Regions from separate parts of the Mus musculus genome. Here all the other regions are linked to region 3. Evidence: chromatin contacts called from public HiCAR-type and promoter capture Hi-C data. All regions are on one chromosome and are shown on one strand. The core of a region is the stretch at or near the end of the contact, and the rest is flanking DNA. Distances in the headings are between cores, read along the strand shown. Region 1 holds the start of Zfp995 (zinc finger protein 995). Region 2 holds the start of Zfp942 (zinc finger protein 942). Region 3 holds the start of Zfp40 (zinc finger protein 40). Region 4 holds the start of Zfp53 (zinc finger protein 53). Region 5 holds the start of Zfp54 (zinc finger protein 54). Region 6 holds the start of Zfp983 (zinc finger protein 983). Region 7 holds the start of Zfp51 (zinc finger protein 51).

The links. Promoter capture Hi-C pulls out the DNA fragments that hold promoters and counts their contacts. HiCAR-type assays count read pairs that join an accessible place to other places. Capture Hi-C pulls out chosen DNA fragments and counts their contacts.
Region 1: a HiCAR-type map of astrocytes shows a contact between it and region 3, with 9 times the contacts expected there. The contact joins the promoter of Zfp995 here to the promoter of Zfp40 in region 3. A contact is called at or near these places in 1 of 39 promoter capture datasets (hippocampal neurons), 1 of 115 datasets of contacts at active chromatin or transcription factors (astrocytes) and 1 of 9 other capture datasets (adipose tissue).
Region 2: a contact with region 3 is called in a promoter capture Hi-C map of hippocampal neurons, with 16 times the contacts expected there. The contact joins the promoter of Zfp942 here to the promoter of Zfp40 in region 3. A contact is called at or near these places in 8 of 39 promoter capture datasets (the 3T3-L1 cell line, 3T3-L1-derived adipocytes, the C10 cell line and 3 more), 1 of 484 Hi-C or Micro-C datasets (B cells), 1 of 115 datasets of contacts at active chromatin or transcription factors (astrocytes) and 2 of 9 other capture datasets (liver and pancreatic islet).
Region 4: a contact with region 3 is called in a promoter capture Hi-C map of adipose tissue, with 3 times the contacts expected there. The contact joins the promoter of Zfp53 here to the promoter of Zfp40 in region 3. A contact is called at or near these places in 1 of 39 promoter capture datasets (pre-B cells) and 1 of 9 other capture datasets (adipose tissue).
Region 5: a promoter capture Hi-C map of adipose tissue shows a contact between it and region 3, with 2.8 times the contacts expected there. The contact joins the promoter of Zfp54 here to the promoter of Zfp40 in region 3. A contact is called at or near these places in 2 of 39 promoter capture datasets (liver and pre-B cells) and 1 of 9 other capture datasets (adipose tissue).
Region 6: a contact with region 3 is called in a HiCAR-type map of astrocytes, with 6 times the contacts expected there. The contact joins the promoter of Zfp983 here to the promoter of Zfp40 in region 3. A contact is called at or near these places in 2 of 39 promoter capture datasets (the C10 cell line and hippocampal neurons), 1 of 115 datasets of contacts at active chromatin or transcription factors (astrocytes) and 1 of 9 other capture datasets (adipose tissue).
Region 7: a promoter capture Hi-C map of adipose tissue shows a contact between it and region 3, with 4 times the contacts expected there. The contact joins the promoter of Zfp51 here to the promoter of Zfp40 in region 3. A contact is called at or near these places in 1 of 39 promoter capture datasets (hippocampal neurons), 1 of 115 datasets of contacts at active chromatin or transcription factors (astrocytes) and 2 of 9 other capture datasets (adipose tissue and liver).

The regions. Positions count from the first base shown.
Region 1 is chr17:21,908,536-21,911,614 of GRCm38.p6, reverse strand. Zfp995 (zinc finger protein 995) reads left to right here and starts at 1,689. Exons shown (of 5, transcript NM_001256493.1): 1 at 1,689-2,061.
Region 2 is chr17:21,961,149-21,964,099 of GRCm38.p6, reverse strand. Zfp942 (zinc finger protein 942) reads left to right here and starts at 1,636. Exons shown (of 6, transcript NM_001199048.1): 1 at 1,636-1,844. Zfp943 (zinc finger prtoein 943) reads right to left here and starts at 1,541. Exons shown (of 4, transcript NM_001025373.2): 1 at 1,281-1,541.
Region 3 is chr17:23,191,367-23,194,741 of GRCm38.p6, reverse strand. Zfp40 (zinc finger protein 40) reads left to right here and starts at 1,514. Exons shown (of 6, transcript NM_009555.2): 1 at 1,514-1,667; 2 at 2,940-3,065; 3 at 3,307-3,375. The coding sequence starts at 3,363.
Region 4 is chr17:21,487,155-21,490,426 of GRCm38.p6, reverse strand. Zfp53 (zinc finger protein 53) reads right to left here and starts at 1,439. Exons shown (of 5, transcript NM_013843.3): 1 at 1,162-1,439.
Region 5 is chr17:21,421,157-21,424,597 of GRCm38.p6, reverse strand. It overlaps Zfp54 (zinc finger protein 54), which reads right to left and starts at 1,354. Exons shown (of 5, transcript NM_001379357.1): 1 at 1,281-1,354.
Region 6 is chr17:21,649,205-21,652,373 of GRCm38.p6, reverse strand. Zfp983 (zinc finger protein 983) reads right to left here and starts at 1,763. Exons shown (of 7, transcript NM_001357098.1): 1 at 1,502-1,763; 2 at 429-571; 3 at 29-107.
Region 7 is chr17:21,448,762-21,452,045 of GRCm38.p6, reverse strand. It overlaps Zfp51 (zinc finger protein 51), which reads right to left and starts at 1,672. Exons shown (of 5, transcript NM_009558.4): 1 at 1,625-1,672.

The DNA.
Region 1 (3,079 bases), core at 440-2,939, 1.3 Mb after region 3:
ATAGTGGCCCAAGGCCTGGTTGCCTCCTAGGGATCAGAGATTCTGCAGAGACTCAAGTGATGTTCTTTATCCTTACCCCCAAAGTGATCACTGATTGGTGAATAAAGATGCCTTCAGCTAATAGTTGGGCAGAAGAGAAATAGGCTTGGTGGGGAGGTGTGTCAGAGAAGAACCCTGGGGAGAAAGAAGGTGGAAGAAGAGGAAGCCACCATGAGCTAAGAGTCTTCGATAATGGCCATGTTGGCTGGCTAATTGGAGTTCAAAGCAACCAAAATAAAACATGGCAAAATATAGTGGGATTAATAGTTGGGAGATAGACATACTAATAGCATAGATGATATATACATTCCTAGTACTAGGGCTGATAAAGGCATATTATGAAGATTGTGTATGTCTTTTACCTTGAAAGTGAATAATCAAAACCTGGGTAGAAACAACAGTTGAGATTATATGTTTTCCACACCACATTGCAAGCAAGTATAAGACATCTATGATAAAAGAATCAAGTTTTTGAAGACAGAAATTAAAGAATATACTAGAATGTGGAAAGATCTCCCAAGCTTGTGGATGAGGAGGATTCACATAGTAAAACTGGCCATCCTACCAAAAGAAAAATATATATTCAATGCATTCCTTACCCAAATACCAGCTTCTGTGTTATAGACCAGAGTGATAAAATGATGTGTCAGACACAAATGCCCTTTCCCTTGAGAATTCAAGTATTATTACGTCCATTTTCCTTACCGTTCTGATTCTGACCACGATTCCCGTCTGCATGGAATTTTAAGTACTATAAACTCACGTCAGAAGGCATTTTATTTTTCCTGGCTATCAAAATTCTGTTGTGCTATCACTGTATTTTTGCTTACATGAACTGGGGCTGACGCTGATGTTTTCATTCATGTTATGGTTGTCAGACTATTTGTAGGAAAATATTTGTGCAAACTATTTGCATTATCTATTTTCTTTGCTATTGTGGCCATGACAAATCTCTTGGAGTTTAACTTTATCAGTGCTTTCCAACTGCCCTGTTGTACACCTTGTTGTTTCCACAGAGTGACCGTTGTCCCTGGAGCTCCCCAGAGAGCTTGCAGAGCACCCTCCCACCATTCTCTGTTCCATCTGTCTTTATCCACATTTTCATCTCAGTGGTCCCTCTTATACTTCATGTATGCTTTGATACATGCTTTGGAAGGAAGCCAAATTTTGGGACTCATTTTTAGTTTTGTGTGTTGGGGTGCAACATAGAAATTGGAATTTATCTCTTAAAGTCTTGTCTCTCTGGCCTCTTCCTCCCTTGTTCCTTCCTCTGCCCTCCATTCCTTTCCACCCTCTCTCCAGGAGGGCAAGGCCAGTCTCCACTTACCTACTCTCTCCTTCTCTCTGTCTTTCTTTGCCTCCATTACTCTCTTAAAGCCCCACCCCATGCCCTAAATAAACTCTACTCTACACAAAAAAAAAAAAAAAAAAAAAAGAATTTAGGGTCTAGGTTATATTTTGCTGTGCGATTGTAGCCTAGGAGGCTAGTGTCCAAAGGTAAGAAGTTAGGCTGCCTCTCTATTATCTGAGGGTTTCAGAACTCACTCTCAGATGTCAAGAGTTCAGCTTCCTATGGAACCAGTTTTTTTCTAGTCTGTCAGCAAGCAGTAGGGAGGTTGTGCAGAGCAGGTCCGCAGGTGGAGCTGTGTGGCAGGAAGCTGATGACTGAGCAGGAGGGAATGGAATCCCCGGGGCAGGGATAAAGGCAAGACCAGGACATTGACCAGAACAGGAAAAAAGCAGTAGTAATTAAGGAGGGGAAAGCTCTTGCTCTCAAACTGATTTGGGGGACCACGTGACCATAACCACGGTTTATTGGGCGGGTCTAGGAGAGCAGCTCCTAAGATCCAGGCCTGAGTGACAGGAACTTCCACCGATCGTCTTTCTACCTTCCGGTTTCCGCATCCTTGCCCTTTCTGGACCCGGAAAAGTCTCCACAGACGCGGTTTTGTGACTGTGGACCTGGGAGAGTCAGCAGCGCAGCGGCGGGCACCGCAGCCCGGCGGCCCCGGAAGGTCCCAGGTCAGAGGAGCTGCGGGGCTGGGAAACGGGAGGGAGCGGAGCAGGGGGATGTTTTCCGCAGCTGCTTTTATGGATGCCGCTCTCACAGTTCTGTTGTAGATATCTTACCACTGACCAGAAGTTTGAGATCCTGTGACCTGGGATTTATCGTGATTTTTTAAAATTTATCTTACAGTTACAGGAATATTCAGTCATAAAATCACTGTTAAACCAGAACACCCTACCCGCCCCAACCCAAGCTCCCTGGGACTAAACCACCAACCAAAGAGTAGACATGCAGGGACCCATGGCTCCAGATGCACTTGTAGCAGAGAATGGCCCTATTGGTCATCACTGGGAGGGGAGCCCCTTGGTCCTGTGCAGGCTCAATGACCCAGGGTAGGGGAATGCTAGGGCGATGAGGTAGAAGTGAGTGTGTAGGTGGGGCAGCACACTCTTAGAGGCAGGGGTAGGGGATAGTGGGTTTGTGGAGGAGAAACTGAGAAAGGGGATAACATTTGAAATGTAAAAATATACCCAATAAAAAAATGGAAAAAAAAAACTTGTAAAAGGGCAGTTGCACCATCTATTTCCTAATGTGCCAATTACAAAGATAGTGGAAAGTGAATTTGTTCTTGCTTTCTTGCTTTGTTTTACTAATTGCTTATTCAAGAGAATGCCTTTGGCCCGGTTAATAGGCATCCCCAGAGAGCTTTGTATATACTATTATATGAGGAACCAGTGCAGATTTATTGAACCAAAAAATATACTTTATCGAGCCCTACTGTTATGGGTGTAAACACTAATATTTACTAAGCAGACATTTTAGTGGCCATGAACTTTTTAATCAGAGTTGTATGCAGTTTAGGATGTAAGTAAAACATTCAGAACTATGTCTTCATATGCTGAGTTCTTATGTTACTCCTTGGGTCCAGGCAAGCCCAATATTGGAGTCTCTTCGACACACTATACATTAAAATAAAGTTTTAGAAAACATCTTTTGAATAATTATGATCACTCCCCTGTATCAGAAAATTGT
Region 2 (2,951 bases), core at 387-2,886, 1.2 Mb after region 3:
ATAAGACAGGACCAAAAGGACTGTCACCAGTAAGTCTGATTTGTATCTATTACCATTTTAGTAACAGGCCTGAGACGACAGGTGTTTACTCAGTAACACAGCCCCAAATTGTCCAGTAAAGATTGTACAAATAAAGCTTTTGCTGTGTTGAAAGTAAATAAATAAATACATAAATACATTCATGAATGATGCCTCCAAAAAGGAAACTGTGAAGGAAAGAGTAAATATCAGAAATAAAAATGTCCCTTTTAATCTAAAGATTTCATTTAACTATGTGAGATGTGAGTCTCATTCACACATAGCTCAGACACAAAGAGAGTCATTCTCCCAGGAATCCTGAAAAGAAAGCTGGAGAGACTGCAAGAAAACTATTGTCTCCCATAGAAACCAGACTGCTACACTTGTCCAAAGGGAGATCTCTGCAAAAATCCCTGTCAGCAGAGTCTAAGCATTCCCACTCCTACAGGATGTCCACAACCACAGGACTTGATGATAACAAACCCTACAATAAAAAAAAAAAAAAAAAAAAAAAAAAAAAAAAAAGCTTGGCCACATATGTAGGTGCAGAGCGCTTTTCTTCAACCACAGAGATCTTTTTTCTGATACAGGAGAGTGATCGTAGTTGTACAAAAGATGCTTTCTAAAACTTTAATCTATACTGGGTTTTCTAATCATAACAATAGAGTGGTCTGATACACTCACATAGCAATAGTGAGCTTGCCTGGCCCTAAGGTGTACCATAAGAACTCAGCATATGAAGACGCACTTCTGAATGCTTTATTTACATCCGAAACTGCATACAACACTAAAGTCTACTTAGTAAATATTAATGTTTACAATCACAACCATAGCATAACATAAAGTATATTTTCTCGTTCAAAAAAAAAAAGAATCTGTACTGGTTCTTCATATGGTTAGTATAAATACAAAGTTCTATTTAGCGAAGTAAAAGGTATTCTCTTGAATAAGCAATTAGTAAAACACGGGTGTTAGAAACATGAATACATTTACGTCCCGTATGCTTTGTGATTGACACAATAGCAAACAGCAGATAATGCAACTGCTCTATCATTTTTAATGAGTTATTTTACAACTGAATATTCTGATAACTGGAGGATAAATGAAAAAAAAAATCATGATAGACCCCCAGTTCACAGGATCTCAATTTCCCGACAACGGTAAGATAACAGAACTGTGAGAGCGGCATCCATAAAAGCAGCTGCGTAAAACACCCCGCTGCTCCGCTCCCTCCCGTTTCCCAGCCCCGCAGCGCCTCTGACCTGGGACCTTCCGGGGCCACCGGGCTGCGGTGCCCGCCGCTGCGCTGCTGACTCTCCCAGGTCCGCAGCCAGGAAACTGCGTCTGAGGAGCTTTCCGGTTTCCGGAGGAAACTGGGGCCGAAAAACCAGCGCTCAGTTCGAGTACACATGGATTACACAGGTAGCAAGGGGAATGGTGGCTTTTCACGTCATTCTGGCCTGGACATTTGGAGCTGGCGACCTAGAAGAGAACGCAGCTGGACGGACTCTACCAACGTAATTAAGGAAGTGAAAGCGGCGGGCCTGAAGGCGTTAGCGCTGTCACGTGACCGGAACCGTGGTGTCCTGGGCGGGGCTAGGGGAGCCGCTCCAAAGATCGTGGCCAGAGACTGGGAACCGCGTCCCCTTAGGTACCTGTTGGAGCCAAGTTGTCTCTACTCCCACTGCGGGCGACTTACCCTGGCCTGGTTCTTTTCGAAGGCCGTAAACTCTCCTCAGATGCGGTTTCCTGTGCTGACCTGGGAGAGTCAGCCATCAGCCGCGCAGCCGCGGGCACCGCAGCCCGGCGGCCCTGGAACCTTGCAGGTCAGAGGAGCTGCGGGGCTGGGAAATGGGCTGGAGCGGAGCAGGGGCTTGTTTTCTGCAGTTGCTCTTAAGGACGCCGCGCTCACAATTCTGCTGTGGATTTTTATCATTGTCAGGAGGTTTGAGATCCTATGAACTGGGTGTATCGTGGTTTGTTTGTTTGTTTGTTTGTTTGTTTCATTTATCTTATGGTTACCAGAATGGTTTCCGAAAATAGTGTCGTAGAACATTTGCAGTACTGTAGTTTGCACACGGGGTTCTCTTTGTTACAGCAGTTACAAAGCTTCTCGAACTTAGATTTCTTAACTCCCTTGACCCATCATTTGCCTACTCAGGAGAGAGTGGCCTCTGGCCTGGGAAATAGGCATTCCCAGAGAGCTTTGTAGATATTAGTCTTATGAGGAACCAGTACACATTTGAGTGAATCAGAAAATATACATTACGAAGCACCAAAATTATGACTGTAAACATTAAGTTTTACTGACCAAAGTTTTGCTCCCCGTTAGAGTTCCATCTTAGATGCATGCTCTCTTTGATGTAAATACAGCATTCAGACATGTGTCTTCATATGCTTAGTTATTAACATCACACCTTACGGCTGAATGAAAATGAGATGATGACTGTCCAAAGGTGTGGCTGAGGAGAAGGTTAATTGTAGGTCATGATAATGCTCAGATTAGCTGGAGAAAACAAACAAACAAACAATTCCACCATTTGAGTAAGGGTTGTTAAATACTAACCAAGAGATGGACTTTGGTCACATGCTCCAGAGCTTTATAAAGACAAACCTATAGGCCACCATACTTTCCCATGCATGAGGTTTTGCAATTTTCTCAAGAACTAAAACTCCCAGCATTCCAAGAAGGTACCTGGTTCTTGCGAAGGTGGTGCTTACACGGTATTTTTGGGTTTTACAGTATGAACCAGAAAACAACCAGAGGCCACTTGAAGAGTCCAGACTGAACTAGGTATGGGGGTCAGGGAGGGACCAAGAGAAAAACCAGGAGCCAGGAAAGCTTCTAGCCAAAAATGTCGACTTTGATGTGTTAATAGGCACTTAAGTTAGCCATTCCTCTTGTGATATAGTCCAGCCCAGTATGCATGCTG
Region 3 (3,375 bases), core at 265-2,764:
TGCAATATGATATGAATTCAGTTCTAGTTTGTTAGTTGGGCTAACTGACCATCAACTTCCTGAGACATCTATTTCCTTTCAAAATCCCGAGTTCTTCAAATGTCTTCCCCCAAGTTAAAATTTTAGATGTTTGGCTGGTAATAGTGAAGGTCTGTGAGAGAAGGATGCAGATGGCTTTTCAGTGTCACTCCAATTTGCATAGTTATGAAAATAATTACCCAGCTTCCCAGTAAAGCTCTCCAGATTGAGTTGTTAATGTCTAAAATTTAAATTATTTCATATAAGTGTTGGATGCACAGTTTAAATTTCACTTCTGCCTTTAAACAGTGCTACTTGTGTATTTTCTTTTAATTCATCATTTCCTTTGACTGAGACATCCCGCTCCCGTACTTTGTCTTCAAGCCTGATATTCTGTCTCCTACCTGTTCTGAGTTATTATTAGACATTGCAGTTTTGATTTCTTGCTTCACTTCAGTTTGGACTTTTTCGATGTTTCTAGCTACTTATTGAATTCAATCTTCATATCTTAAGTCGTCCTCATTTCCATCAGCATTTGCTATCTGCCCCCTCCCCCCAACAAATCATTTTGTTCCTGTCTTTTTTTAGTTCATTTACATGCTCAACCTGCTTTGTTCTCCTTGAATTTGACTCTTGGTTTTTGAGCTATGTATCTTTAAGATACCACTTACAGTGTTTTCCTTAAAGGACACAGCTATAGTTTTTTTTTGTTTTGTTTTGTTTTGTTTTGGGTTTTTTGTTTGTTTGTTTGTTTGTTTGTTTGTCTGTTTTAGGTCAAGGGCATTTTAACCTTAGGTTTACTATAATGTTGGGAGCGGAACAAAAGTCAGAATTTAGGGTGTCGGCTGATTCCTTTTTGCTGTAGTCCAGAAGGCTAGTATCTCAAGATGAAAAGTTAGGCAGAATAACTTCTATCTGAAGACTTCAGAAGCCACGGTCTGGGTCAGACCTGGGTGCAGCGGACTAGATCCAGTTCTGGTCTAGCTGTCAGCAAGCCTGGTAGGTGGGTGGGTGGGACTGTGCTGAGCGTGTGCAGCGCAGCCTGACAGCTAGAGCTGTGTGACAGGCTGTCCAATACTGACTAGGAGGGACCTGCCTCCGCGGAGCGGGGATACTCGCCTGATCAGAAGGCGAGGAAGTTTTTAAAAACGAAAACAATCGGATAGACTTGGAAAAAAAGAAAGAAAGAAAGAAAGAAAGAAAGAAAGAAAGAAAGAAAGAAAGAAAGAAAGAAAGAAAGAAAGAAAGAAAGAAAGAAAGAAAGAAAGAAAGAAAGAAAGAAAGAAAGAAAGAAAGAAAGAAAGAAAGAAAGAAAGAAAGAAAGAAAGAAAGAGAAGAGCTTGGGAGGGGTGGGCTTACAAAAAAAAAAAAAAAAAAAAAAAAAACCCTCACGTAACCGGAACCAGCGTGTGGTGGGCGGAGCTAGGGCGGTGCTCCAAGGAGCCTGCACAGAGTGACAGAAAAATTCACCATTCACTGAGGGACCGGGGAAGCTGCGAGGTCCGGAATCCGGGGTGGAGGACACGGGCTTCTCTAGGAGGGCGTGAAAATTCCAGGCATCCACAGGTGCCGCGAGAGGAGTCCTGAGAAAGTCATTAGTCAACAGCGCTGTAGCTTGAGCCTCAGCCCGGCAGCCATAGAACGCCCAGGTCAGAGGAGCCGCGGGGCTGGGAAACGGGCGGGAGCAAGGGTGGAGGCTGCTCAAAGGAAGCCGCTCTCACAATTCTGTAGTAGATAATCTTTTAACCATGGATAGCCTACCATTGTCGGGAAGATTGAAATCATATGAACAGGGGTTTATCGTCATTTTTGCATTTATCTTATGCTGGCCAGAATATTTTCATAAAATAATCTGCTAGAGCATTTGCATCATCTGTTGTCTGCAAGCAGGCTTCTCATTGCTTTGTAATAGTTACAAAGCTGCTGGAATTTAAATTCATGCATGCTTTTTTCTAACTTCTGTGTTCTACTACTTGCCTATTTCAGAGATTGTCCTTTGCCCCTGGGACTAAGCACAGCAGAAAGCTTTGTAGATACTAGTCGCATGAAGAACCAGTGCAGATTTGATAGAATCAGAATATACACTGTGACAGAGCAAAACAGTGTAGCGGTTCCTCCATCTTGTTGTATTCCTGCTGAGACCGTTTCCAGGGTTAACTAAAAAATTATTTTCTTGATGGAGAATCCCATGAAAAAAACGACCCAACTCTATTCTAGGTCAGGATGTCCTAGCTAACCTACCATACTTAGCCATTGATTAAAGTTTTTGAGTAACCTCTTCCAGTCAACCTTAGATCCTAGCTGCTGGTGTGCTGGAACCTCCCATCAGGATGGCTAACCTCCTATTTTAGCTACTGTTAAAAACTGCTTGCTTCAAACTACTTACTCTGCAGAATGGCCCCAGCAGCTGCTATGCAAGATGCCTGGATGAGGTCCCTGCCCTTAAAACCCCTATGTTTTGGACATTCACAGAAACACTTAGGTCCCTGAACACTTGGGTGTGGTCTCAACCGGCTGGAATAAAGACTTTGAGTGGGCTATAAACTGTTTGAGTGGTCATCTCTGGCCAGCTACCCATAGCAGTACTTTATTAAATGCCAAAGTTACTGCTGTAAACATTAATGTTTACTAAGCAAATTTTACTCCCTGTTAATTTTCTGTCTTGAGATGTAAGCACTCTATAAATACAGTATTTGGAGTGTAAATACACAATTCAGAAATGTGTAATCATGATTTTATAGTCAGCAAACTCAGTTTAGATTAAAACTAAAATTAGAAAGCATCGTTTCAATAATTGTATTCGCTCACTGGAATCAGAGTAATGAATGACTCCTTGTTTCACAAAAAGCACTCTGCCCTTGCACATGTGGCCAAACTGTTGTCTGCTTTTTGTCACTGTTTGTTTTACTTTTTTATTTAAGGATCTGTTGATCTTCAAGGCTGTGAAGGTGGACTTGGTGCAGGAGGAATGTGAAGGCCTAGACCTTACTCACGGGGCTTTTACAGAGATCTCCAGTTGGAGAAGTATAGCAGTCTGGTTTCTCTAGGTGAGAATAGTTTTCTTGCAGTCTTCCTTGTTCTTCCTCAAGGTGCTGGGAAAACTACACTATGTGTGTGATTAGTCTTACATCTCACAGAGTAAAGTGAAATCCTTAGAGAACGACAGGCATTTTTCATGATATTTTCTCCTTCCTTCAAGTATATTCTTTTGACAGGTGTGAGCATCTTTCCGTTTTCTTTCATGAAAAGTTCCAGTTACTCTCTGAGGAATATCTTTCTCGCATGCAGATCTCACACTCCTCAGCCAGTCCTGCTTACCTGTGAAGCAGAGCAAAGAGCCCTGGATGGTGAAGAGAG
Region 4 (3,272 bases), core at 190-2,689, 1.7 Mb after region 3:
TCTGATGTAGATGAGTTATAATTATTCACAAGATTATTTCTAATATTGTCATATACTATAATTAATGCCTTTTAATTTTGTTTCATTCTCTCTGTCTCTTTCTTTTTGCTGCAAAACTGGGTTTCTCTGTGCAGCCTTGGGTTTCCTTAAACTCATTCTGTAGACCAGGCTGGCAAAGAACTCCACCTGCCTCTGCCTCTGGAGTGTTGGGAATATAGGTGTGTACCACCACCAAATGCTGTCTAACTGTGAAAACCCTGTAGCCTGATTCCCTCAAACAGCATACTGTGATTTTCCAGGCTCTAATTTGCAACATTAAGAACTCAGAAGAAGACAAAAAAAAATTTTTTTTGTCTGACTTGCCTGCCTTCCTTACTTTTTTTCTCTCCTTCCCTCCCTCTTATCCATCCTTCCTTCTTCCTTCCCCTTGTTTGTCTTGTTGTTGTATTTATATTTAAGTTTTTGGAGACAGGGTCTCACAATGTAGCTGTGGTAGTCCTGGAACTCACGATGTAGATCAGGTTGGCCTACAAACTCAGTGAGATCCATCTGTCTTTGTCTCCTGACTGCTGAGATAAAAGATGAGTGTCACCAAGCCTGGCGGCACCCTTTTCACAACGCTATATTTACATCACAGAGTGAATACACAGAGTTTTAGATGAAAAATTAATGGTGGATAAAACGTTGACTTTTAAAAGTTAATGTTTACATCCATACCTGTGGAACTCACAACAAATTGTACTCTTAATTAAATTTGCAGGTGTTCCTTTCATGACTAATATCTAGAAGCTTTCATGGAATCATAGTCCCTAGGTCCATATGCCACTCTCTTGAATAAGGAAGTGGTAGCACACGGAAGTTAGTATGGATAATCGAAAATCTCAAGAGCTTTGTCCTTTCCACCATAGCAAAGAGAACCGCGTTTGCAAATATCAACCGATAAATTTAAATGTTCTACTAGGTTATTCGTAGGAGAATATGTGGAGGGTAGAAGATCAATTAAAAATAGCACTATTCAGTCAATATTATTGAAAAATGTATCGACGAGGGTAAGACATCCAACAGCACAGTTTTGAGAGCTGTCATCTTTATGAGTTGCGGAGACATTGATCATGCTCTGCTCCACTCCCGCCCGTTCTGCAGCCCCGCAGCTCCTCTGACCTGGAAGGTTCCAGGGCCGCCAGGCTGCTGTTCCCGCCGCGGCGCTGCTGACTCTCCCAGGACGCCCCGCCTGGCACCTGTAGCTTTGGGGGTTCACGGGTCCCGCGAGACCCCGGCCGTGTGCTCTGCAGGCAAGTCTGCACCACGCGACTCCACACAGTGCAGACCCTAGGCCGGAAACGCGTTCTTAACACTTTAGGCTCTGACTATTTAGCCTCAATTCCTTAGGCTCACACACATTGCATCTCAGTATCCCTGCTGGTCACTCCTCTAAACTCGCCCACTCCACACCCTTCCTCTACACCCAGCCAATGTGTAACATCCTCCCATCCTCTGCTTCCGGGTGAGTGGCTCCGCCCCACGGAAATCAGTCCCTCCCACTCGGTCTCAGGCTTCCTCCCACAGATCCAGCTGTAAGGCTGACCTGGCCTTGATCTGCACGGTCTTCCCACCTGCTTGTTGCGAGCCTGGACCAGAACTGGATCTGATATGACGCAGCATCCCGGTATCTGACCCCCATAGTGAGTTCTGAACCCGTCAGATACAAAATAGGCATCCTAACACCCCCATTGGACTATGAGCCTCTGGGCCATATAATATATACCAAAGAGCAAAACAGGCTAAATTCAGATGCCAGAATGCCATCTATTAAAATGCAAACGTGAGAACTCAAAACCATATACTGCAATTTTGATTTGGGGAGAGACTTTTCAGGAACGTGGAACATAGTCTTCGTTTTAAAATAAAGAAAAATCCTACCTGATAAACAGCTTAAAGGAAGAAGCCATTGAAAAGTCCTACCCGCCTATGATGTCTATGAACCACATCAGTGGTCCCCAGTTACCTTTGCATAATTTTAGTTTAATATAAATTGCGGTGTTTTAAGATTTAAACTTCATTAAAAGCTTTTGCAAGTTTCTTAACTTTATGTTTCCATTACTTACACAGTTGTGATTTGTAAGTAGACCTCTGGGGAGTTAACATTTTCTTATACTATAATTGCATGGATTTTCAGAAAAACCAAGATGAAACAAATAATTGAGAAATCAGTAATCAGCTTTAGGGTGCAACTCAGAGTACATGTTTCTGTTTTTAAATATTTTTTCTCAGAAATTGATGAAGAAGAATTTAATGCACTCAGATTCACAATACTTGGGTAAACTAATGTACCATAATGAAGATTACTGTTTTGATGACCCAGACTTTGTAATATTAAAGGCTCCATTTAAAACATCAAAGGCCTTTTCTTTCTTTCCGGGGGGTGGGGGGAAAAAGAGAGAGAGAGAGAGAGAGAGAGAGAGAGATAGAATCACTAGATTCTTCAAAAGTTATTGATGTAAAGCAAATATTCTGCCAGATGTCAGAGTTTCTAGATGATTTGAGGCAGGTCTGCAGTGGACAGCTATTGCTTATTTCTTTCCTCCATTGTCTGAGTTCCACACACTGTTGTGTTTCTTAACTTTCCTTTTACAGTTATTCTCAAGTCAACTCTCTACAATGACTCCTGAGATCATTTACCAGAAGGGTATCAGTGTATCCTCCACTGAGAAGAAAATGAAGGATGTAATATGAATGAATACCTACATATAAGGAAGGCAATTACAGAACAATGCTACTTCATGGACTCACATTAGGTTTATATTTGTAAAAAAAAAAAATTCCAATCTGACATCAGCATAGTCAAGTAAATTTTGTTTTATACTAGTGTTAAGTCACTGTAATTCAGATACAATAAGGTGCAATGTCTTCTAACAGTTACAACAGGCAGGACACCTGTTGTGTCCTGCTCATTCACTTGCCCACCATGGTTGTGGCTATATCATCTCCATGTTTCTGGGCAATCTCATTTGCCTCAGACAGGTGACCAGATCTAACTTGAATGTAATAATCCATGTGTTCTCTGAGGTAGCCCATGACTAATGAAAGAATATTTAGAAAGAACACAAACGTCTATCACAGTACTGTACTCAGTATATGAAGAAAAGACAGAATAGAGAAATCTAAGGAATGATTTTCCAAATTCTATTTTCTGATCAGATCGTCACTATATTTAGGGAGAAATTTCTGTTTGCATATCTTGAATTTTTCCTCACAATTAAAAAGTATGTGAA
Region 5 (3,441 bases), core at 105-2,604, 1.8 Mb after region 3:
AAAAATATTTAGAAAACATTTTCAGTTAGTCTAGCGTGAACCTCACTTCCAATCACAGCTTCTTGAAAACTTATGGGTAGAAATGAAACTGGATGATTGGAATGAGAATAATATACACTAATAAAGTTCTGAACTTATCATGAACTGAAAATGATGGAAGCCTTTGTAGCTTGATCATGGACTTTTTTTTTCTCTCTCTCTCTCTTTCTCTTTAGGACAGCAGCTTGGCCACTTTCTGACCCAAGGGGCTGGAAATGGCAGTTATGGCCCTAAGAGAAACCTGGGGATGATGCTGGGGTAGGAGGGGAGGCTAGTCATTTCAGTGCCTCCAGGGCCTTAAAACCTGGAAATCCCTTCATTACTCAGTGTTAACAGATTACATTGTTCCAGCTTTAATGACCAAGCAATACTTCAGGACCCACTGTTCTTTTCCAGTACGTCATTTCACATGCTCCAAAGACACTATAAACACCCATCCCTCTGCCTAGCCTTCCAACTCTCTTCCCTTTCAGAGTAGCTGCCATTCTGTTTATCTGCAATATATCTCTTGCACGATGTTTGTTGTGTGGTGTGACTTTGTTGTATTGCTTTTGCTCCTGACTGCAAAGATGCCCTTGCTCTTAAAAATTCCTTACATGTTCCTTTCATTACTGATAGTTAAAACCTCTCCGTAGGTGCCAAGTTCCCAGGTATACAAAGAAATTAGTGTGGACTAATGTAAATTTCAGGAGCGTTGTCCTTTCTATCATAGCAAAATAACAAGAACAAAACAAAAACAACAACCAAACCAAACACGTTTGCCAATATTAACAGATAGTTTCAAATACTCCACTAGAGTACTTCTATAAGAAAAATTTGCCAAGAGAATAAATGGAAAAAAAATCAGTATTCATCAACTTAGTATGGTCTAAAATCTATGGGCAAGGGCAAGACATGAAGAGCAGAATTTTGAGAGCTGTCATTTTTATGAGTAGCCGAGGAAATATCTCACCCCTGTCTGATTCCTTCCCTTTCCCAGCCCCTTAGCTCCTCTAACCTGGTAGGTTACAGCCCTCCCCCACTGGGCTGTGGTTCCACCGGTTGGGCTGCTGCCTGCTGACTCTCCCAGGATGCCCCGCGCGGCACCTGAGGCTCAGGGTAGTTTTTTGCGTCCCCTTGAAACCCTTCTTGTATCCTCTGACTCCAGGTCTGCATCACAAGATTCTCCACGGTGCATGCCAGCGAGTTCCTCGAGGAAGACGTCCTTGCCACTTTTGGGTTTGGCTCCTCAGTCAACTTACCTAGGTTCACTAAAGAACAGTCCCAGCTATCACGCCACTCCTCTAATCCCAGCTCCATTCAACACACTTCCTCCACACAACACACTTCCTCCACACCCATATACTGTCCCCAACGGCTGTTTCCGGTGAGTGGCCCCACCCCCCCGGAGACAGGTCCCTCCCTATCAGTCTCAGGCTGCGGTCCACACAGTTCCAGCTGTCAAGCTTCTCTGAACCCGCTCTCCACAGACTCCCCACAAGTTTGCTGTCAGCGTAGACTAGAACTGGATCTGACAGGACGCTGCACCCGGATATCTGACCACCATACTGAGTTCTGAACCCTTCAGATAAAAGATAGCCTTACACCTCGACTTGACTACCAGCCCGTGAGCGACAAACTTATCCCAAACAATCCCAACACACAAAAATGACAAGTCAAAACCAAATCCTGAAAATTTGACTTGCGGAGAGACATTTAAAGAACTTGGATTTTGAAAAGAAATAGGTGTCTCAAGAAGTCAGTGAATTTATCTTGAGCTGCATGGCTTTCACCACTAGATGGTGGTCTTGCCATTTTCCTAATTCAGAGAGGAGTTTGTCTTCTGTGACTCAAGATAAAAGTGCTTTGAGATAAAACAGACTGTACTAACCCAGCATAATCCCAAAGAATAAACTAAACATTTTCTCTCCTGCCCACGAATAAGCTTAGTCTTCACCCCTTATCAAGAAACTTTTCTCTACTACAGAGACCACTGTAAAAAACTACAGTAATCACAATGCAGAGTTGTGATCATTATGGGGTAGGTCATTATGAATGTTTTGTCTACATTGCCCACTATAATAACTATGATCACCTTGTCTCTGGTGATTCGATGCTGCCACCTGGCCTTTGTTACCTTGGGGCAAAATTAAATCCATTACATTTAATTCATTCAATTGAGTAGCAGTATCTCCAACCCTAAGGTCTGGCACAAGGAAAAGGGCAAGAACAAAACTCTTCAAATGTGCTGTTGCCCCTCTCGCCAGTTTTTGTCCAGAGATACTAAGAGCAACAAGCCAGGCAAATCAGTTTTCTTATTTCCCTCCAAATTGTAGAAAACTTCGTGTACAGGGTCACCTAATTCACACCAGTCACAGTTGATGAATCAAGATAATCAAAGGCATTTGCATATAGTTTCCACCACTGGCCTCCTATATTCTCCAAGCTCCCAGGGGAGAAAGTATCTGGAGAAATTTCAGGAGTTGAAGGTGCCTAGTGAATTAGAAGATGCTGACAAATTATTAAACGGATTCCAGATTCTTAAGACATTCATTCTTATACTTCTGCTCCTCTAGAACCAATCCTGGTACCAACTTGTGTCTTAGTTAGGATTCTCTAGAGTCACATAACTTATGGAATATCTCTATATACATTAAGGGGATTTATTGTAATGACTTACAGTCTGTAGTCCAACTAACCCAACAATGGGAAGCTGTGAATGGGAAGTCCAAGATTCTAATAGTTGCTCAGTCCCATGAAGCTAGTTGTTTAAGCTGGTCTTCTATGGAAGTAGGTTTCAACAGATATGCTGGTGAGTGGTTGAAGAAGAGTGAATCTTCCTTCTTCCAGTGTCCTTATGTAGCCCTCTAGTAGAAGGTGTGGCCCAGATTAAAGGTGTGTACTACCACGCCTGGATCTGGGACTTGCTTTGTTCCAGGCCTAGAACTCTGCCTGCTTCAGTGTCCTGGAATTAAAGGTGGATACTACCTTGCCTGGACCTAAGATTTTCATGGCCACTATGCCTCAAGATCTCCATTTTGAAGATCCAGGTCAGAAACCTGTCTTCCAGCTTCAAGATCTGGATCACAGGTGTGCATTCCATTTCTGAATTGTAGCTCATTCCAGATGTAATCAAGTTGACAACCAGAAATAGCCATCACAGAGGTCAAACATGGCCCTGGGATGGAGAAAAAGAGAATAAATTTTTGCAACTAGGCCAGCACCTCGTCATCTAGGGCTCGGAGTCCATGGACACCGCCAAAGTCCCCAGAGGACTCTCCTCTCAATCTTAGGATCACTGGTGAGTGGAACAAAACATCTGTGCCAATCCAATCGCACAAGACCTGAGACAGCAGAAGGGAAACATAAAACTAGTTTGACCAGGGGCACAAGTCCGTTCTGGCTGGCACCAGCACCGAGTTG
Region 6 (3,169 bases), core at 514-3,013, 1.5 Mb after region 3:
CCATCCTTTCACCAATCCTCCAACATACCTGGATCCTTAGGTACTGTCTCCTCCCTCTCCACCTTCTAGGTTTCCACAGATAAGCAGGTCTGGGTGATCAGTGAACCCTGCACATGAGAAAAAGAGTATTTAGCAAGCACCTTCATTTCTGGCACAGCACTGTGCTCAGGAGATAAAAAGAAAATTCTACGGCGATCCCCCAATTCTCATGCAGTGTCAGAATACTGAAAATATTTAGGAAGCATTTTCAGTTAGTGTAACTTGAACCTCACTTTCAGTCACAGCTCAGTCAAGTCTCAGGGGCACAAATGGAACTGAATGACTGGGATGAGAATATGATACACTAGAGAGGTTCTGAATTTATTATGGACTAAAAAAGGATGGAAGCTTTACACTGTCAAAGATCTCACAATTGCAGAATAACTTGCCTCTTCCTGAGGAGGAACAAGGGAGGCTGGAAGCAAACTGTTCTCACCCACACAAACCAGAGTGCTGAAATTCTGCAACAAGGCCTTCCCAGAAGGGTCCTGACACTGCCTGTTCTTCTGGAAGTCCACAGTCACACCAGTGGCTGAGAAATGACCACAAAATACAAAACAGCAGTTTAAGTCCTTGTCCTGGTGCACACCTTTAGTCCCAAATGTAGGGATTAAAGGCGTGTGCCAATACCACCTGGTTTATAATGCGCAAACTGTGAAAATACTGTGACCTATACCCTCAAATAGCCTACTGTGCCTTTCCAGGTTCTAGGAACTCAGCACAAAAACACGATTTTCTTTTCTTTCTTTCTTTCTTTCTGTCCTTTTGTTTTTTGTTGTTGTTGAGACAGGAGCTCATCATGTAGCTCTGGCTATCCTGACCTCACCAAGCAGACCAGGCTGGTCTCCAACTCTTTGATCTGCCTGCCTCTGTCCTCCCTCCCCCATGCTGGGATTAAAGATGCATGCCAACAAGCCTGGTGCATTTATAGCAGAATATTGCATTTACATCAGGGAGTGCATGTCTCCGAAGGAAAGGTAATGGTGGGTATAGAGTTTACTTTTAAATGTTAATGGTTAAAACCATATCTATGAAACTCGCAAAAAAATATGCTTTTGGATTCAATTACATTTGCAGCCACTCCTTTCATGACTGCTGTCTAAAAGCTCTCAGCAGATGCCAAGTCACCAAGTATGTTCACGGGTATAACAAGGGAGTTAGCATGGATGAATGTAAATTCCAAGAGCTTTGTCCTTTTCACCTAAATAAAGAGAACTGTTTTGCAAGCATCAAAAGATAAATTCAAATATTCTCCTAGACCACTCTACTATGAATATTTTGGCAATCAGGTGAACAATAAAAAACAAATCAGGATTACTTCAGTTCATATGACCTAAAATTGTGTTGACAAGGGAAGAAACCCACAGCAAAACTTCAGAGCTTGCTTCCTTAGGAACAGCAGAGAAACTGATCACAGCCTGGTCCCCTCCCTCCCCTTTCCCAGCCCCTCAGCTTCTCTGACCTGGGAGGATCCAGGGCGGTAGGGAGGCGGGTCCAGCTGCTGCACTGCAGACTTCCCCACCATTCCCCGCGCGGCGCCCACGTCAGCCCCGAGTTTTACCTTCCCCGAAGTCCACCCTGTGTTCTGACCCCAGGTCTGCACCACATGATTCCCCACGGTGCAGGCCTGCTTGCTCTGCACCTGAACAGGTCATTGACACTCAGGCTTTGGCTCTCAGTACAACTACCCAGGCCTCATCAGCCGGTTCCCAGCTTCCGTTTACGTCACCCCCTAACTCCTCCCACTCTGAACACTTTTCTACATCACACACCCGCCTCAACAGGCCACATCCTCACACCCTCTGTTTCCGGGTAAGTGGCCCCGCCTTACGGAGATAGCTCCCTCCCATTCTGTGTCAAGCTGCCTTCCACACAGCTCCAGATGTCAGGCTGAACAGTCTCCCCTCATGCTTGCTGCCAGCCTAGACCAGAAGTGAGAAGTGGACCTGCTAGGAGGCTGTGCACCCAATGTTTGACACACACAGTGAGTTTTGAACCCTTTATATCCAAGATAGCCTGACACCTGGACTTGACAACCAGCCTCTGGGCTACATAGTTCATACCAAACAGCAACAGGCTCTCCCATCCCAACACACAAACATGAGAAGCCAAAATACTGAAATTCTGACTTAGGGAGAGACATTTAAAGAACTTAAGTCAGAGATCTGGTAGCTTTTGCTACCAGCCCAAGGCAGAATTCACCCCGCAGTGTACTGCTTTCACCACAAGAAGGCAGACTTGCCAGTTCACTAACTCAGAAAGACATTAGCCTTCTATGACTCATACTTAAAGTCCTTTGAGAGAAAATATAGAATTTCTTCCTTCTGTCGTTCCTTCCTTCCTTCTTTCCTTCCTTTTTTAATAGAGTGATGGGTGCAGAGACTCTTGACTATCCTGATAGAGAAAATAAGTAAAACTTAAGCCGTCAGCTACACCATCAATCTCTACCTCTGGGGACACCACCAAGGAAGAAGAGGTGGTTAGGAAATAAGAAGGGAAAAAGGAGGGGAAAGGCTAAGACACGACACAGCATTCTCCAGACCATACAACTATTGTAATCAGTAACCAACAGCAGCTGTCTTTATGTGCACTGGCCTCACACAAGACCACAGTCAGTGTAGGTTAGGGAATGGCACACACAACCTCTCAGATGTTGACTATGGATAGATTCATAGATTCTAGAAGAGTGATGTGCCTTTAGCATATCAGGGTCCAGCACACATCAGGCTCCAAACCCACAGTCTCACAAATGGCTCTGGTTCATCTCAGTGGATCACAAGCAATATGAATAGATATGGACACAGTAGAGTGACTGTTGGAATTGTGAACCAGGATAGTGGAGAGGTAGGAGATGAGAGTGGGCAGTATTTGATGTGAGCGCACAAATGCACACACACATTCTGTGTGTATATACATGTATATGTGAGTGTAAAATAGTTAATAATAGAAAGATTGGGAGGATTCATTCATTCATTCATTCAGGACAGGATTTTGCCATGTAAACCTGTTTTTAAAGGCAACAGTTTAAATGATTACATCAGTCTGTAATTTATTGCTTGGTAGCATCAGTATCTTATGGGATTTTTGTTTTTGTTGACTTTGTTGTTGTTTTGCAAGATAAGTTGGCCTT
Region 7 (3,284 bases), core at 423-2,922, 1.7 Mb after region 3:
TCTACAACCTCCAGTCTCTGTACAAAGCACTCCCAGCATGGTGCTGACACTGCCCCTCTTTCTGGCAGAAGTCCACAGTCACACTGGTGGCCGTGAACTGACCACAAAATACAAAACAACAGTTTGAATAGTGGTCCTGGTGCACACCTTTAACGCTAGCACTCAGGAAACAGAGTCAGGTGTAACTCAGTGACTTCCAGTCCAGCCTAGTCTACATGACAGGATGAGTTCTGGGCCAGACAGAGGGACACAATGGGTTCAAGCCACAGACAAAACAAACACAGGAACTAAGCCAAACTAAACCAAACCAAACCAAAAAACAGTTTGTGTTCATGGACAAAGTGGTTTTCTAGAACTAAGGAGACAAAATACTTTTGCTGTCTTTTTTCTGATATAGAAGAGCTAAAGTAATTATTTGAAAGATGATTTATAGTACCATCATATACAATATAATACCTTTTCTGTTTTATTTCTTTTTTCCTTTTCCTTCTCCCTCTTCCCACTGACATTTCTCTGTGGTTCTAGCTGTCCTTAAACTCCCTTTATGTACCAGGGTGGCAAGGAACTCCCAGATCCAATTGCCTCAGTTTCCTAAGTGTAGGCATTAAAGGCTTGTGATTAAAGGATTAAAGGGTTATAGGATACAGGGATTAAAGGATTAAAAACTGGTTTATAATGTCCTTTCTAACTGTGAACTGTAGCAGATGTGCAACTTGGTTATCATGTTGGTCCCCTAACAACTGGAGCAGAGGCTGTCTCTGACTCTGTTGACTGCCTTTGGATCCCCTTTCCCTAACTGGGCTGCCTTGTCTAGCCTCAATAGCCTCAGTGCAGTGCCTAATCCCACTGCATCTTGATATGCCAAGGAGGGTGGATATCCACAGGAGGCTTTCCCTTCTCTGAGGATAAAGAGAGGAAGGTGTAGGATAGGGGGAGGAAGGTAGTGGAGGAGTGAGAGACTAGAAGGAGAGGAAGAAGTGATGACAATCACTTCTAGTTATATTTACAACTATATCTACGAAACTCGCAACAAATATACGCTGAGATTCAGTTACATTTCCAGCCATTCCTTTCATGAGTAATAGCTAAAAGCTCTCTGGGGATGTTAAGTCACCAAGTATGTCCTGGGTATAACAGTGGAGTTAGCATGGATGTAAGTAAATTTAAAGAGCTTTATCCTTTATCTCAACAAAGAGAACTGGTTTGCAAACTTCAGTAGATAAACTAAAATATTCTACTATTCTACTATTTTGAATATTTTGGCAATCATTTGGTCAATGAAAAACACATCAGGATTATTTCAGTTTATATGCACTAAAATATATCGAGCCAGCTTACTTATGAACACCAGAAAAACTGATCACGCCCTGCTCTCTTCCGGCCCCTTCCCAGCCCCGTAGCTCCTTTGACTTGGGAGGTTTCTGAGCTATGGTTCCAGCTGCTGTGCTGCTGACTCTCCCAAGATGCCCCGCGCGGCACACGGCTGGCCGGCGTTTTACCTTCCCCTAAATTCCTCCCCGTTCTGCTATCCCAGGTCTACACTACGCGATTCCCTACGGTGCAGGGCCGTGAGCTCTGGACGTGAACAGGTCGTTAACACTTTTGGCTTTGGTTCTCAACTTACCTGGCTTCACTCACCTAGTTTCCCAGCTTCCGCTCACGTCACTCCTCTAACTCCTCCCACTCAACACTTTTCTACACTTCCTGGTAACGTCCAATGTGCTTGCACCCTCCGTTTCCGGGTGAGTGGCCCTGCCCCGCGGAGACCCGTCCCTCCCACTTTGTCTCTGGCTGCCTTCCACACAGGCCCAGCTGTCAGCTCGCCCAGCCTCCCCTCATGCTTGCTGCTAGCTAGACCAGAAGTGGATCTGGTAGGACTTTGCACCCCGATATCTGACCCCCATAGTGAGTTCAGAACCATTTAGATAAATGACCGGAAGCCTAACACCTCCTGGACTTCCAGCCGCTGGAATACATACTTTGTACCAAACAACAACAACACAGGCTAAATTCAGAAGCCCAAGTCCCATCCCCAAAACACAAACATGAGAAGCCAAAAGCAAATCCTAAAATTTTGACTTGGGAGAGACTTTTAAAGAACTTGGAATTTGAAAAGAAATAGGTGTCTCAAGAATTCAGTGGCTCTTTGCTATCCGCCCAGGGCCGAATTCATCCTGTGCTGTACTGATGTTACCACTAGATGGCGGTCTGTCATTTTACTAACTCAGAAAGGAGTTAGTCTTGTGATTTATGCTTAAAGTGAGAAAAACCAATTCTTTCTTTCTTTCTTTCTTTCTTTCTTTCTTTCTTTCTTTCTTTCTTTCTTTCTTTCTTTCTTTCTTTCTTTCTTTCTTCCTTCCTTCCTTCCTTCCTTCCTTCCTTCCTTCTCTCCTCCCTTCCTTCCACCCCTCTATTTATTTATTTATTTATTTATCTATTTATCTCTTTCTCTCTTCCTCCCTCCCTCCCTCCCTCCCTTTTTTCTGGAGTGTTGAATGCAGAGACCTTAACTTGCACAGATGCAAAAAATAAGGTATATGGTTCTAGTCTTAATATAGTCAGTTACTAGTTAGTTCATCTAGCTTGGTGAACACCAAAGAAGAGGTGGTTAGGATATAAGAAGGAAAAGAGGAGAGGATGGGCTAAGACACACTATTCTCTAGACTCCATACAATTATTGTAATCAGTAACCAACAGCAGCTGTCTTTATGTTCACTGGCCTCACACAAGACCACAGTCATTCTAGGAACTGGAACAGCTCACTTTACCTCCCAGAGGTTGGCTATGGATAGATTGTAGGAGAATAATCACTACCTTTAGTTGTCATCTTGTGCTGAGCACATCAGGCTCCAACACATAGCTCCTATCTTACTGGGTCCCTGGCAATATGAATAGAGATGAACACAATCGAGAGGTTTGTTGGAATTGTAAATCAGAAGAGCAGAGTTTTAGGAGTGGAATATGTACTTTATATCAAAAGTATACCAAAATATTGGGCAATACTTGATGTGGACATACAAATGCAATATGCAAGTGTGAAATAGCTAATAATAGAAAACTTGGGGGAGGTCATTCATTCACTCACTCATTCATTTGAGAAAGGTTTTCTTTGTGTAACACAATTATTAATGAAGTGTGCTACCATGCCCAGTTCAAAAAACATTTTTTTAAAAGAAACATATTTATTTCTTTTACATGAGTGCTCTATCTACATGTACACCTGCATACCAGGAGAGGGCATTGGATCCCATTACAGATGGTTGTGAGTCATGATGTGATTGTTG